Linked DNA regions of Sus scrofa: region 2 is linked to region 1. The links are chromatin contacts, called in public Hi-C maps. All regions are on one chromosome and are shown on one strand. The core of a region is the stretch at or near the end of the contact, and the rest is flanking DNA. Distances in the headings are between cores, read along the strand shown.

Region 1 (6,269 bases), core at 783-3,282:
AAGAAGACGTGATTACACACACACACACACTACTCAGCCATAAAAAAAGAAATAATGCCATTTGCAGCAATGTGGATACAACCAGAGATTCTCATACTAAATGAAATTAAGTCAGAAAGAGAAAGACAAATACAATCTGATATCACTTACATGTGGAATCTAAAATATGGCACAAATGAACCTTCTATAGAACAGAAACAGACTCATAGACATGGAGATCAGACTTGTGGTTGCCAAGGGGGTGGGGGGGGTGGATGGGGAGTTTGGGGTTATAGATGCAAACTATTACATCTAGAATGGATAAGCAATGAGGTCCTGCTATACAGCACAGGGAACTATATATCCAATCACTTATGATAAAACATGATGGAAGATAATATGAGAAAAAGAATGTGTATCTGTGTGTGTGTATGTATGTGTGTGATTGAGTCACTTTGCTGTACAGCAGAAATTAGCACAACATTGTAAATCAACTATACTTGAATTTTTAAAAAATTAAAAAAAAAAAAAAGAATATCTTCAGTGATGAGTTTAGCTGACCTGACTTGACATTCGTTTTGATAGCCAAGGAACACTTAGGGCTGAGCCCAGAGACTTGGATGTGGTCAAATCCGAGAAATCAGACTCCTGGAGTACAAAATGCCTTTCCGGGTCTGAGTGGGCAGGCACCTCCCTCTCTAACCAGTCCCACCACTTATCTTGAGCCTGGTGTGCTCTCAGTGCTGAGTATTGCTAGCTGGGCTCAGACTTCTAGCCAGTCCCAGGAGTCATTCTGGGGCCCTCCAACTGGCCTTTCAAACTCATTCGAATATCTCCAAATAATGTGCAGGGCTGAAAAAAACTACTGCCCCACCATGCCAGTGCTCTTGACGAGTAGGGTGGGCGGGGCTGTTCAGGGGCCATACTCCAAGCCACAATCCAGTTTCTTTTCTTTTCCTTTTTTTTTCTTTTCTTTTTTTGCTTTCTAGGGCTGCACCTGCGGCATATGGGGGTTCCCAGGCTAGGGGTTGAATTGGAGCTACAGCTGCCGGCCCACACCACAGCCACAGCAATGTGGGATCCGAGCCTAGTCTGCGACCTACACCACAGCTCACAGCAACGCCAGATAATTAACCTACTGAGTGAGGCCAGGGATCGAACCCGCAACCTCATGGTTCCTAGTCAGATTTGTTTCCACTGCACCACGACGGGAACTCCAACATCCAGTTTCTTTTACAGCTTTCCAAATAAGTCTTTGCACCTGAGAGGGTTAGCATTATCCACAAAATGGGCCAATGCCTTTCCCTTCCAGACCTGGTGTGAGTTTTATCAACACACTCTGCAAATCCCTCTCAAATCTCCTTTCCCAGCTGACATCTTATACGGCCCCATCAACAAGCCTACTGTCACAGCGGCTTGTCAGAGTGGGTAACGGTGTTGCCTCTTTGGCTAGGATTTTAAATGTCTGAAAGGATTTTAAACCATATGCTCTTTTAAAAACAGATTTTTTAAAAAATTTAAAAAAAAATGCATTGCTGAACCCCGAGGGTCTTATGGCAAAGAATTTTGGTAGAGGAAATCTGTTATAAATTACAGGCTGTGGCGGAAAGTGTTGCAGAATTAGAAGGTGTTGCTGCTACAGGCATCTTTCTGTTGAGTTTCCTATCTGTAGCTCAAATGAATCTTGCAGTAAGACCTCTGGGTTAGCGCCCTGGGCCAGAGTGAGGCGGTGGGGGGCAGGGGTCAAGAACAAGGGTGATTAGACAGACACGTTACTTGAATGTCTGAGATCAGTGGGGTTTTTCCCTTATTCCTGGGGTAGGGCCCAAACTTGAAATCAGCCCTACCTTGCCCAACACAGATCTCGGGTTTCTACATTCCATTCTCCTTCCCTCGGGCTTGCCCAGCCCCCCTTCCGGCCTGGGGGCCTGAGTAGGTCTCAGGCAGACAGATCTGGGTGGGGGGGGCAGATGGGTAATTTTTCCTTTCAGCTTTAATGGCTGCTATTAACAATAAGTTGCCCTGCCCTAGTGATGGCTCAACTTTCAGCTTTTTCTCTGATTGCCTATGAGTAACACTGTGTCACATGAGCTGTGTTTAACAGAGGTGTAATAAATGCCAAAGAAGAAATATTACCCAAAATAAAAAATAGTTTGTCCCCGCGTGGCCAGGATCGCATGACTCACAACAATGTTCATTTCAGCTTCCAGTATAATTTCCATTTGCATTCTTTTTTTTTTTTTTTAAGGGTCTCTGGGGGCTTTAAAAAAGCTGTTTAAGAGAAAAGGCAGAAAGACTGCAGCGATTGTCAGGTTTGGGGAGTTCTGTGCTCCAGAAAACAAACCCTGCCTACAGACCAGACAGGAGACAGAGGGACAGACCAGAGAGCCCTATGGACACAGGGAACAAGAGACAGGCAGGCAAGAAAGCTAATGATCGATCGTCTGCCTTTGGTGAAAGGCAGCCTGCCCTCCTTGGTGTGGTTCAGAACATGGGCTTTGGCTACTAGGAGACAGAGATGGAGGAAGGGAAGGCTGGACACCCCCGCCTGTGAACATACACAAACACACACTCACACCCCTTAGGCCAAGAAAGATATCAAGTTCTCATTTAGTTGCAGGAAAACTCCGATCTCCTTTTGATAATAAGCAAAAAATACTTCTATGCTTTTCAAATAGTAGCTGGTCGGAGCTATTCCAATCCTGAAGAAAACAAGCAATAAACTGTGAAATCCCCTGGAGGTCCCTTGGTGGAAGACGTGGGCAGGAAGTATTCTAAATCCTCAAGGTTTTCAGGGAGAGGGAAGATGAAGGTGGAGGGAGGGGTGGAGGGGGGCTCAGAGGAGGCCTGGGGGTGAAGTGTGGCCCTCCTGCCAAAGCTGGGATCTCAAGGCAACAGGATCAAGAGGTACCTACTTTTTCACTGGCCTTGCCTTCGAAAGGGATCAGCCAAACAGGCACACAGTCTGGAAGGAGGGGATGTCTGGGCGCCACTGGCACTAGCCAGAGCTCTCCTCACGTCCGTCCCTGCATATCTCTCATGTCTGTGGGATAAACTCAGGGTACATCTGAGTAAGGAAACTTGAACTTAGGGATGTCAGTAGTGGAACTTGACTTCAGAAAGGCACTGTGCACAGAGAGTTTCTTTCTATCTTTCTTTTTTTGCTTTTTAGGGCCACACCTGCAGCATATGGAAGTTCCCAGAATAGTGGTCAATCGGAGCTGCAGCTGCTGGGCTACGCCACAGCCACAGCAATGCCAGATCCGGACCATGTCTGTGACCTACACTGCAGCTCATGGCAACACTGAATCCTTAAAACACTGAGCGAGGCCAGGGATCGAACCCACATCCTCATGGATACTAGTCTTATTTGTTTCCGCTGAGCCACAACAGAAATTCTGCACAGAGAGTTTCTGAGCAAGCAGTGTGAACTGGTAGAGGTGGTGATGGGCTCCAGAGGTGATGGCAGGAAACAGAGATGGGCAAGTAGGATAGCTGCCTGGCCATACCTTACAGAAGGCCCTGGCGGGCGGTGCATTCACAGAGATGCAGAAAGGCCACAGGCATCGTCTACAAGACGTCCAGGCAGCAAAGCCTGGCAGAGAAAAGAAAAGAATGGCTCCAGCCTGCCTTGGTCACTCAGGAGAGGGCATGTCCACCAACAGGAGCAACAGGAGGTAACAGGAGCACAGGAGGTAATTCTGAGTGATGGCAGTGATGTCACAATCAAGAGTGGCTATGGCAGCAAAAGCACTGTTTTTTAAGACTAATGGCCTTGGTCTGCCACGTTGATCTCTGTGATCCTGGGCAAGTCATTTTACTCTATCTATAATCAGCACAGACGGGACAGAGAGGGTTCCTTAGGTCATTTGTAAAGATCTCAGTTGTTAAGTGATGTCTCTGCAAAACCAGCCATCTTCTAAACAGCAGGAGCTAGTGTGGCAAAAAATACTTCTGAATACTTCTTCTGACATAGAGCTTTACACCGTACCCAGAATTTCCATATGACCTCACCTACATTATCTCATCTGAGCCTCACATCAGTCTTTAGAAATTGATCGTGGACATGCATTTTTGGGGAAACTGGCTCAGAGAGGCTGAAATCGACACAGATTTACACAGTTCAAAGTCCAGTCTCCAGTTCTTCAAAGTCCACCCTCTTTGCAGAGTCCTGAGTCCTACTCAGGGAAGCACAGACCACCTGTGAATGTCCTCATGTCAAGCTAGTTACCATGCTTGAGCTGGAGGAGAGAGAACAGAGGTAGGGGTGGGGTGGGCGCAGGTCAGCAGACAGCCTAGAGAAACACTTGGACACTGACTTTCGTATGGGCTGAAGGGAATGGGGCATGATGGCAGCAACTGGACCCAGAAGTCTTTCAGTAACACAGTGTCTCATACTTAATGTAACAGTTATTCATAAATCATTCCATTTATTTAGTGCCATAGTAATAAAAATTGGCCCAAGGTCCACATGTGGCACACGTTCCCTGGATTTCTAACTCAAGCTCTAGCTTCCTGGTTATGATGCCATTATTTGCATTTGTCCAGCTGATCCTATGGCAGGACCGATTCTCCTCGGCCCATTTAATAAATGACAAAGTGAGACTCTATTGTGTGAGGAATGGAGAGAATAGCACGGCCCAGGTGCCTCCATTAGGGGCAAATTGTTTTCTTTCTCTTTCTCTCTCTCTTTCTTTCTTCCCACTTTTTAGGGCTGTACCCGCGGTATATGGAGGTTCCCAGGCTAGGGGTCTAACTGGAGCGACAGCTACCAGCCTATGCCACAGCCACAGCAACTCCAGATCTGAGCCGCATCTGCGACCTACACCACAGCTCATGGCAACGCCGGATCCTTAACCCACTGAGTGCGGCCAGGTATCGAACCCGCAACCTCATGGTTCCTCGTAGGATCTGCGTCCGCTGCGCCACGACAGGAACTCCTGTTTTCTTTCTTTAGAAGGTCTCCTGAGCCCAATTCTTCTCTGGCTTCACATGATCCCGCTCAAGGCCTGCATCAAAGATGGAGCCACTTTCAACGTTAAACAGGATTGTGTCTTCCGCTCAGCTCTGTAGGGGCTGGGAAGTGAGATGGCTCAGAGTACAGTTCCACAATTTGGGCCAGAGACTCATTCGACCTTTGGGAGAGTCTCCTTGATCCCAGCAAGTTCATTTCATTTGTAGTGGCGTCAAACACATGTGCAATTGAGGCAATGGATCTGATGTCTGAATCCATTTGCGTGGGCTCCATAATGAATGTGCTCTTATTGCCCACAAACAGGCTGATGATACTCAGGGTCCAAGGCAGAATGGAGGGAGCAGAGAGGATGGCAAGGAAGCTAAGTTTCTTCGGTGGACGAGCTGATAGGCTTCCTATGTAAGGGTGCCACGCTCAGCCCAAAGCGTCTGTCCTTGTGGCTGGAATCATTTTGTTGGGGACCCCGGATTTCACACAGTGGGGAGGTGATGTGTGCGCTAAACCCAAGTCACATGTCAGAAATGTTTAAAGGAGTCAAAGCATAGTTATAAAGTGGACTCAGCCTCCCCAAGGACCTAGTGGATATCAATGGCAGAGTCCCCATCCGAACGGCCCGGTTCCTGCAAAGTTGAGAAGCTGGCTTACTTTGTAAGCCCCGTTCCTCTGCTCTGGCTTTCTGCATTGGAATTTCGAATAGGATGAGTGATGTGTGTGTGGGGAGGACACAGCTTTGGATTCAGAATTGAAGTCCTATTTCTATCACCCATTGGCAGGGAGGGCTGGGTTGACATCTCAGAGATTGTTTCCTCAGTTGTAAAAGAAAGTTGTCAGGGCTCTCTGACCACAGTTTGGGTAAGCCTCTAGGACCTGGCTTGTGTTAAATAAATGTTAGCGTCTTGGTTCTTTTGTTTTGTTTTGTTTTTGTTTTCATGTCCCTTCTGAGAGTATGATTCAAAAGAGTACTAAATGTTGCCTTAGCCTGTCTCTGAATGAGAAAAGTTGTCTTTTTTTAAAGTGAGCACATCCACGATGTGAAAAAGAAGAAAGGAAAAAATATATATATGTATGTATGTATATATGAATGGAAAAAGATTGATTTATTTTTATTGTAGAAAAAGATTTAAAAAAAAAACCTTCTTTCAGAAGATGTAGAGATTTTTTGTTTTGGGGGTTTTTTCGTCCTTCTAAGGCCCTACCTTTGGCATATGGAGTTTCCCAGGCTAGGGGTTCAATCAGAGCAGAAGCTGCTGCCGGCCGACACCACAGCCACAGCAATGCTGGATCTGAGCCATGTCTGCAACCTACACCACAGCTC
Region 2 (5,860 bases), core at 754-3,253, 220 kb after region 1:
TTACTGTAAAATCCTACAGGGGAGAACTATATACCTGGCAGTGGATTAAGTTGAGAAGCTACACAGCTTCTTTATTATGTTTCCTTAATGAAGATCTTTCTGTCCTATAGGATTGAAATACAGAAAATGCACACTTGCCTTCATTTCTATTTTAGTGGCATCTAAGTGGTCCTGAAAGCATGGGAAAAAGAGCATGCTGGATTTTCTCCCCCCACCTCTTTTTAAAGGACCATACCACGGAAGGTTAGTAAACCGACTCAAATTAAGAGACAATAAAGTTACACTACATATCTAAGCCTCCTAAACCTAACAAATATGTTTAGAAGCAAAATTTTCTCTTCTTTACATCAGCTTTTTCTGAAACGGAATTAAATGAATGTAAAATATTTTCTGGAGGACTGACAACTACTGACAAAGAATTACCCTGCTTTTTCTTTTCTTTTTTTTTTTTTTTTTGTTTTTAATAGGGAGAGAAAGGGGGAAAGAAAAAATAATTTTGGAGGAGTACGTCAAGAAAGAAAATTCAAAGTCTCTGATTTAGGTAAGGAGTCAACTAAATTTGCAAATAAAGTGTTCTTGGGACATTTTATTTTGTAATGTTACGGAGTCCCTCAACAAGAAGGCATGGAATGCTCTTCAAAACTTGACAATTCTGCTCTCTCTGGATACTTTTTTAAAGCAGTAAAAAGTGCCGAGGGCCGCTTTTGGATCAGTTGCCAGTATTTTTTGGCGTGCTTGAGTGTTTGTATGGCTATATAGGAATACCTCTATATTCACACACACACACACACATACATACATACACTATATATATAAATATATATATATATATATACACACATCACGGCATGGGAGATTACACTTTCGATAACAACGCTCCTCCAATTTTTACTCCTCCGCCATACAGTTGCTCGTCAAAATGGGCAAAGAAATAACATTTAAAAAGAAAGCGCTGTGGTGATTCGGTTCCCATTGTTTCCCCCAGCGAGAGGGAGAAAAACAAAAAACCCCAAGAAAGGAAAAGAAAAGCCTCCATCTCACCTGGCCTGCGCCTCATCCAAACTCTGGTCTGTGATGGTCATAATTTGCTGTAAAATGTCTCCAATGTCCTGCTTCCTCCCGCCCTCCCCCTCGGTCCCTCCGGCCCCATCCTGCAAGTGCTGGGACAGGCCGGGGTGTCCGGCCATCCCGACCCCAGCATGGGAATGCATCAGCCTGGGCTGCTCGTCCATCTCCAAAGGCAACGGCAGCCCCCGGCTCTTCCTCTTCTGCTCCTCGGCTCGGCTCCTGGGAAGCACCAAGGCTTTTTATCCTTCAAGCTGTCTTCAGATCCTTTTCAGGATAAACAGGGAACGGGAAAAAAGAAGACCAAAAGAAAAAAAAATCCCTTTGCCTCTTTAGAGGATGGTGGGAGGATGGGGAGTGGGGAGGGGGAGGGGGGCGTGAAGGGGTTGCGGGGTGAGGGTGGGGATAAGGGCTGGTGGGGAAGGGTGTTGACTCCAAAAAGCAAGAAAAATAAACCACCTTCCCACTTGACGAAAAGAAATCAGAGCTGGCTTTTGGTTTTTCAGTCCGGTCTCCTTTGCAAGGCAGAAATGGGCTCCAGGCGCTTAAATCTGTGGCTTAATCCTTTTGCAAATATGCATTGATCGGGAGAAAGGAGAGGAAGGCAGGGGGATTGCAATGCAAACTTTCCCCCCCACCCCCCGCTGCCCCCCACCCCCACTCCGGGCCAGAGTGATCTCAAAGGGGGTGGGCTGTTGCAAAAGCCAGATCTCCCCCAGCCGCGGCGGCAGGCAGAGCACAGGCTCTCTCCTCCTCCGTGTCTCTGCAAACTCCAGCAGCCCCGTCAGCCTCCTGCTTTTGTTTAGCTCAGGCTCAGGACTCCAGAAACATACACAGAAAAACCACAGCCTGAGAGGAGGAGGAGGAGGAGAAGGAGGAGGACGAGAAGGAGGAGAGGGGAGGGGGCAGAGGAAAGAGGGGAGGGGGCGGGGAAGCCGTGAGGCGGGGGAGGGAAGGAGGGAGGAGGGCACCATGAGCCCCGCCCCCTCTTTCTGATTGGTCATCAGAGAAAAGACGGTCCCCACCTCCCCCTACTTTCCTCCCTGCGCCTCCTCCTCGGCCTCCTTCGGCTCCTCCTCGCCCGGCGGCCTGTCAATCAGAGTTCAGAGGTGGGCCGGGAAGGAGGCCGAGCTAATACCAAGTCTCCAGTCCTTAAAGGTGCAATGATACCGTAGCACCAGCTCAATTAGTTGGTGCCCACTTTTCTTGCTTGTCTCACTTAGAGTCCGTCCTTGAGGAAAACGTGGCTCCACTTAAATGCAAACGTATAAAATTAATGGGAAAGAACGCTGACGGTGTGGATCTCCCCCTCCTACCCACGTTTTTCTTTTGCTGTAACCTTGCCGTTTAAAACTTGATCCTTTTAAGTCGTTAGACCTCAGGGAAACTTGAGAGCGAAAGTCTGTCAGCACGAAGTTCTTAGGAAACACAACTGAACTGTTAATATAATGTTCAATAACATATAATAAATAGCAAATATAAAAATAGATTTTAAAAAAACACAACAGAGTTCAAAGTAATGTTGAACTGTGACATTTTTGTTGCATGCAAGCTAAATTATGGATATGAAACAATAATACTGAGGGAGAAAAGATTAATAAATAAGTTCACCGAAACTAATTCAACATCTCTCTCTTTTCCCCCTGGGGGAAATTAGTTATTTGGCTTAAATACTTAATAAAGAAATGCATTATCATAGTCTGGTTCTAGTTTTTAATATAGTTTAATAAGCATTATTAACTGAGATAAGAAGTGAACTGACATTTATTGAATGCCTACTATGCACCAAGTAATTTACATAAGTTATTTTATTTAATCCCTAAGACATCTGTGAGAGTTATGGATTATTAGTTCCATTTAACAGAGAAGGAACTTGAAAAGGTTAAATAACTTCTTCAAGGTCCTACAGTTATTAAGTGTCAAGGAAGGGATGCCTCCATCTAATAGAAATGTATAAAAATTAGTTATGTGTGTACTGCCCATCTTGTTTGAAAAAGAGACTCACTATGCTTAAAATGATACATATTCAAACAAATTAACTCAACTTGATAATAAAGAATGAAAAAATAAAATAAATAAGGGGAATACCTAATAAGAGACTCGTAGCTAAAGTTCAATACTGAAGTGCCAAGTAGACCGTAAATTTGCTTCCAATCTTTCCATCAGGCAATGTGAGGGAGGAAATCTGACTGGGTACATAGTTACAATGGCTGCAAGATAAAAGAACAGATGAATTATTTTGGAAAAGCCAAGTATAGCGTTTTGGAATATGAAATATTCTACTGTGTAGATAGTTCTCTTCCTGGATGGCAGTATAGCCAAAGGAAATGCATGGAATGGTTGCAAACTTCAGTCTACCCAATCTGCAAAATGGAAGGTAGCCTCACCAGTTGCTTTGAGATCCTCAAATAAAATGCTATTCTTTTTATCAGACCAACCTCCTCCCCAGTCATTACCAGAAAAAAAGTTTGGTGAAATATGGGGCTTATGAAAGGATTTCAAGACAGTTCTTAAGGTATTTGGCACTCATTGGCATTTGGGCATGCAATAGGGAGTATTAATTGTAATTATGATGTCATATTACTTAAAACAACTCTTCTATCCACATACATACCCTGACTTGTTAACTGGATTTTTAAACCAACACTAGTAATCCTCCAACATATCAATCACAGTAAGTGTGAGTTAGCACATCTCTTACAGCAATGAAGTTATTACATTTAGTGCATGAAAAGAAGTTAACCCAGAGTCTATAAGAAATCAGTGTGTGAGCAAGTAATTAGAATCACTGTAAATGTTTACTAGGAAAAGTATTGGAAAATGTGCCATCAGTTCCAGAAGATCATTGTCATCTAGGAGCATTTTAGTAGCGAAATAAGAAACGCACACAACAATAATGCTAAGGATAGTATTTATTAAGTGCTCTACAAGGATGAGCTATTTTCTTTTCCTTTTTCTTTTTCTTCTTTTTTTTTTTTTTGTCTTTTTTTGTCTTTTTAGGGCCGCACCCCATGGCATATGGAGCTTCCCAGGTTAGGGGTCTAATCAGAGCTGCAGCTGCCGGTCTACACCACAGCCACAGCAATGCTAGATCCAAGCTTTGTCTGCAGCCTACACCACAGCTCATGGCAATGCTGGATCCTTAGCCCACTAAATGAGGCCAGGGATCGAACCCACAACCTCATGGCTCCTAGTCGGATTCATTTCTGCTGTACCACAAGGGGAATTCCAGATGAGGTATTTTCAAAGTACTTTATTTATTTAATCATCACAACTGTTTGATGATACCTATCCTTTTATAGTGTTGCCAACAGTACAGTTTTGCAAAATATATATTTGATTACAAAATAAATGCTACGGACGTAAGACCATGCCTTAGACATCCTATAGAGAATGAGATATGGGGACAATTTGGTTGGAGTGATTAGAAGACTTTGAGGTACATCTGAAAGATAAGCTGTATCTAGAAGACAGAGTGAATGGATCTGGCAGAAGTCCAGGGTTTCTTTTCAAGCACAATGGAAAAGATCAGAAAGTATAATTGCAGAGTTCCCGTTAATGGCACAGTGGAAACAAATCCAACTAGTATCCATGAGGATGCAAGTTTGATCCCTGGCCTCACTCAGTGGGTTAAGGATCCAGCATTGCTGTGGCTCAGGTGTAGGATGGCAGCTACAGCTCAGATTCCATTCCTTGCCTGGAAATTTCTAGATGCAGCCCTAAAAAGCAACAACAACAGCAAGAATGTCTGAAGTTCCCATTGTGGCTCAGCAGATTAAGAACCTGACTAGTATCCATGAGGATGCCAGTTCAACCCCTGGCCTTGCTCAGTGGGTTAAGGATCTGGTGTTGTCCCAAGCTGTGGTTCAGGTCACAGATGCAGCTCAGATCTTGAGTTGCTGTGGCTGTGGTATAGGCTGGCAGCTGCAGCTCTGATTCCTCTCCTGTCCTGGGAACTTCTGTATGTCAAAGGTGCAGCCCTAAAAAGAAAAAAAAAAAAAAAAAAGTGTAATTGGAGGACTCTGTACAACAGCATTATGTGCTTTATTTGGTGTACACCAGGGAGCCAGGAAAGTTACTTTTTTGTTTTAAACGAGGGAACAGTAAAGTTGTGTTTTTTGTTTGTTTGTTTGTTGTCTTTTTAGGGCTACACTCATGGCATATGGAGGTTCCCAGGCCAGGAGTGGGACTGGAGCTGTAGCCACCAGCCTATACCACAGCCACAGCGATGTGGGATTGTGGGATTCCAGTCATGTCTGCAACCTAGACTACAGTTCAAGGCAGAGCTGAATGATTTAAACCACTAAACAAGGCCAGGGATCAAACCTGTATCCTTATGGATACTAGTCGGGTTTTTTTACTGCAGAGCCACAATGGGAACTCCGAAAGTATATTTTAAGAAAAATTATCTGACTACCCAACACAAAATCTGAGACAATAAAATAAAGAAGGTGAATTAAGAAGATGGCAGTAGAAATGGAAAGTAAAGATGATTATGAGGTATATTTTCAAGGAACAGCCAACAGAACTTGATAATTGATTTTATGTGGGTGGGAAGAATAAAGAAAATGTTTTCAAGCTTGGATGAGAAGAATGCAGTGGCACTAACAGAATAATAAGCATACCCACAGATAGAATTTGTTGAATACTGATTATGTTTCAGGCACCGTGTGTACAATACCACCTAATTTTAACAAGTTAACACTTAAAATTTTTTTTTTTTTTTTTTTTTTTGGGCTGTGCCTGTGGCATGCAGAAGTTCCCCAGGCCAAGGACTGAACCTGTGCCACAGTTG

What was found. A called contact is a pair of places that touch in the nucleus more often than the background predicts.
Region 2: a contact with region 1 is called in a Hi-C map of skeletal muscle, with 2.9 times the contacts expected there. The contact joins the promoter of PBX1 here to the enhancer-like site in region 1. A contact is called at or near these places in 2 of 5 promoter capture datasets (fetal liver and skeletal muscle) and 7 of 47 Hi-C or Micro-C datasets (embryonic fibroblasts, fetal skeletal muscle, fibroblasts and 3 more).

The regions. Positions count from the first base shown.
Region 1 is chr4:85,944,694-85,950,962 of Sscrofa11.1, forward strand. All of the region lies in intron 2 of PBX1 (pre-B-cell leukemia transcription factor 1), which reads right to left. Among named protein-coding and RNA genes, the nearest start is that of PBX1, 220 kb to the right of the region's middle. Within about 2 kb of position 2,033, at least 28 of the 83 cell types and tissues checked have an H3K27ac peak or open chromatin away from gene starts, as enhancers often do. A contact at or near this core is called in embryonic fibroblasts, omental adipose tissue and skeletal muscle, where this site is marked.
Region 2 is chr4:86,168,271-86,174,130 of Sscrofa11.1, forward strand. PBX1 (pre-B-cell leukemia transcription factor 1) reads right to left here and starts at 2,004. Exons shown (of 9, transcript XM_005655372.3): 1 at 1,042-2,004. The coding sequence starts at 1,232.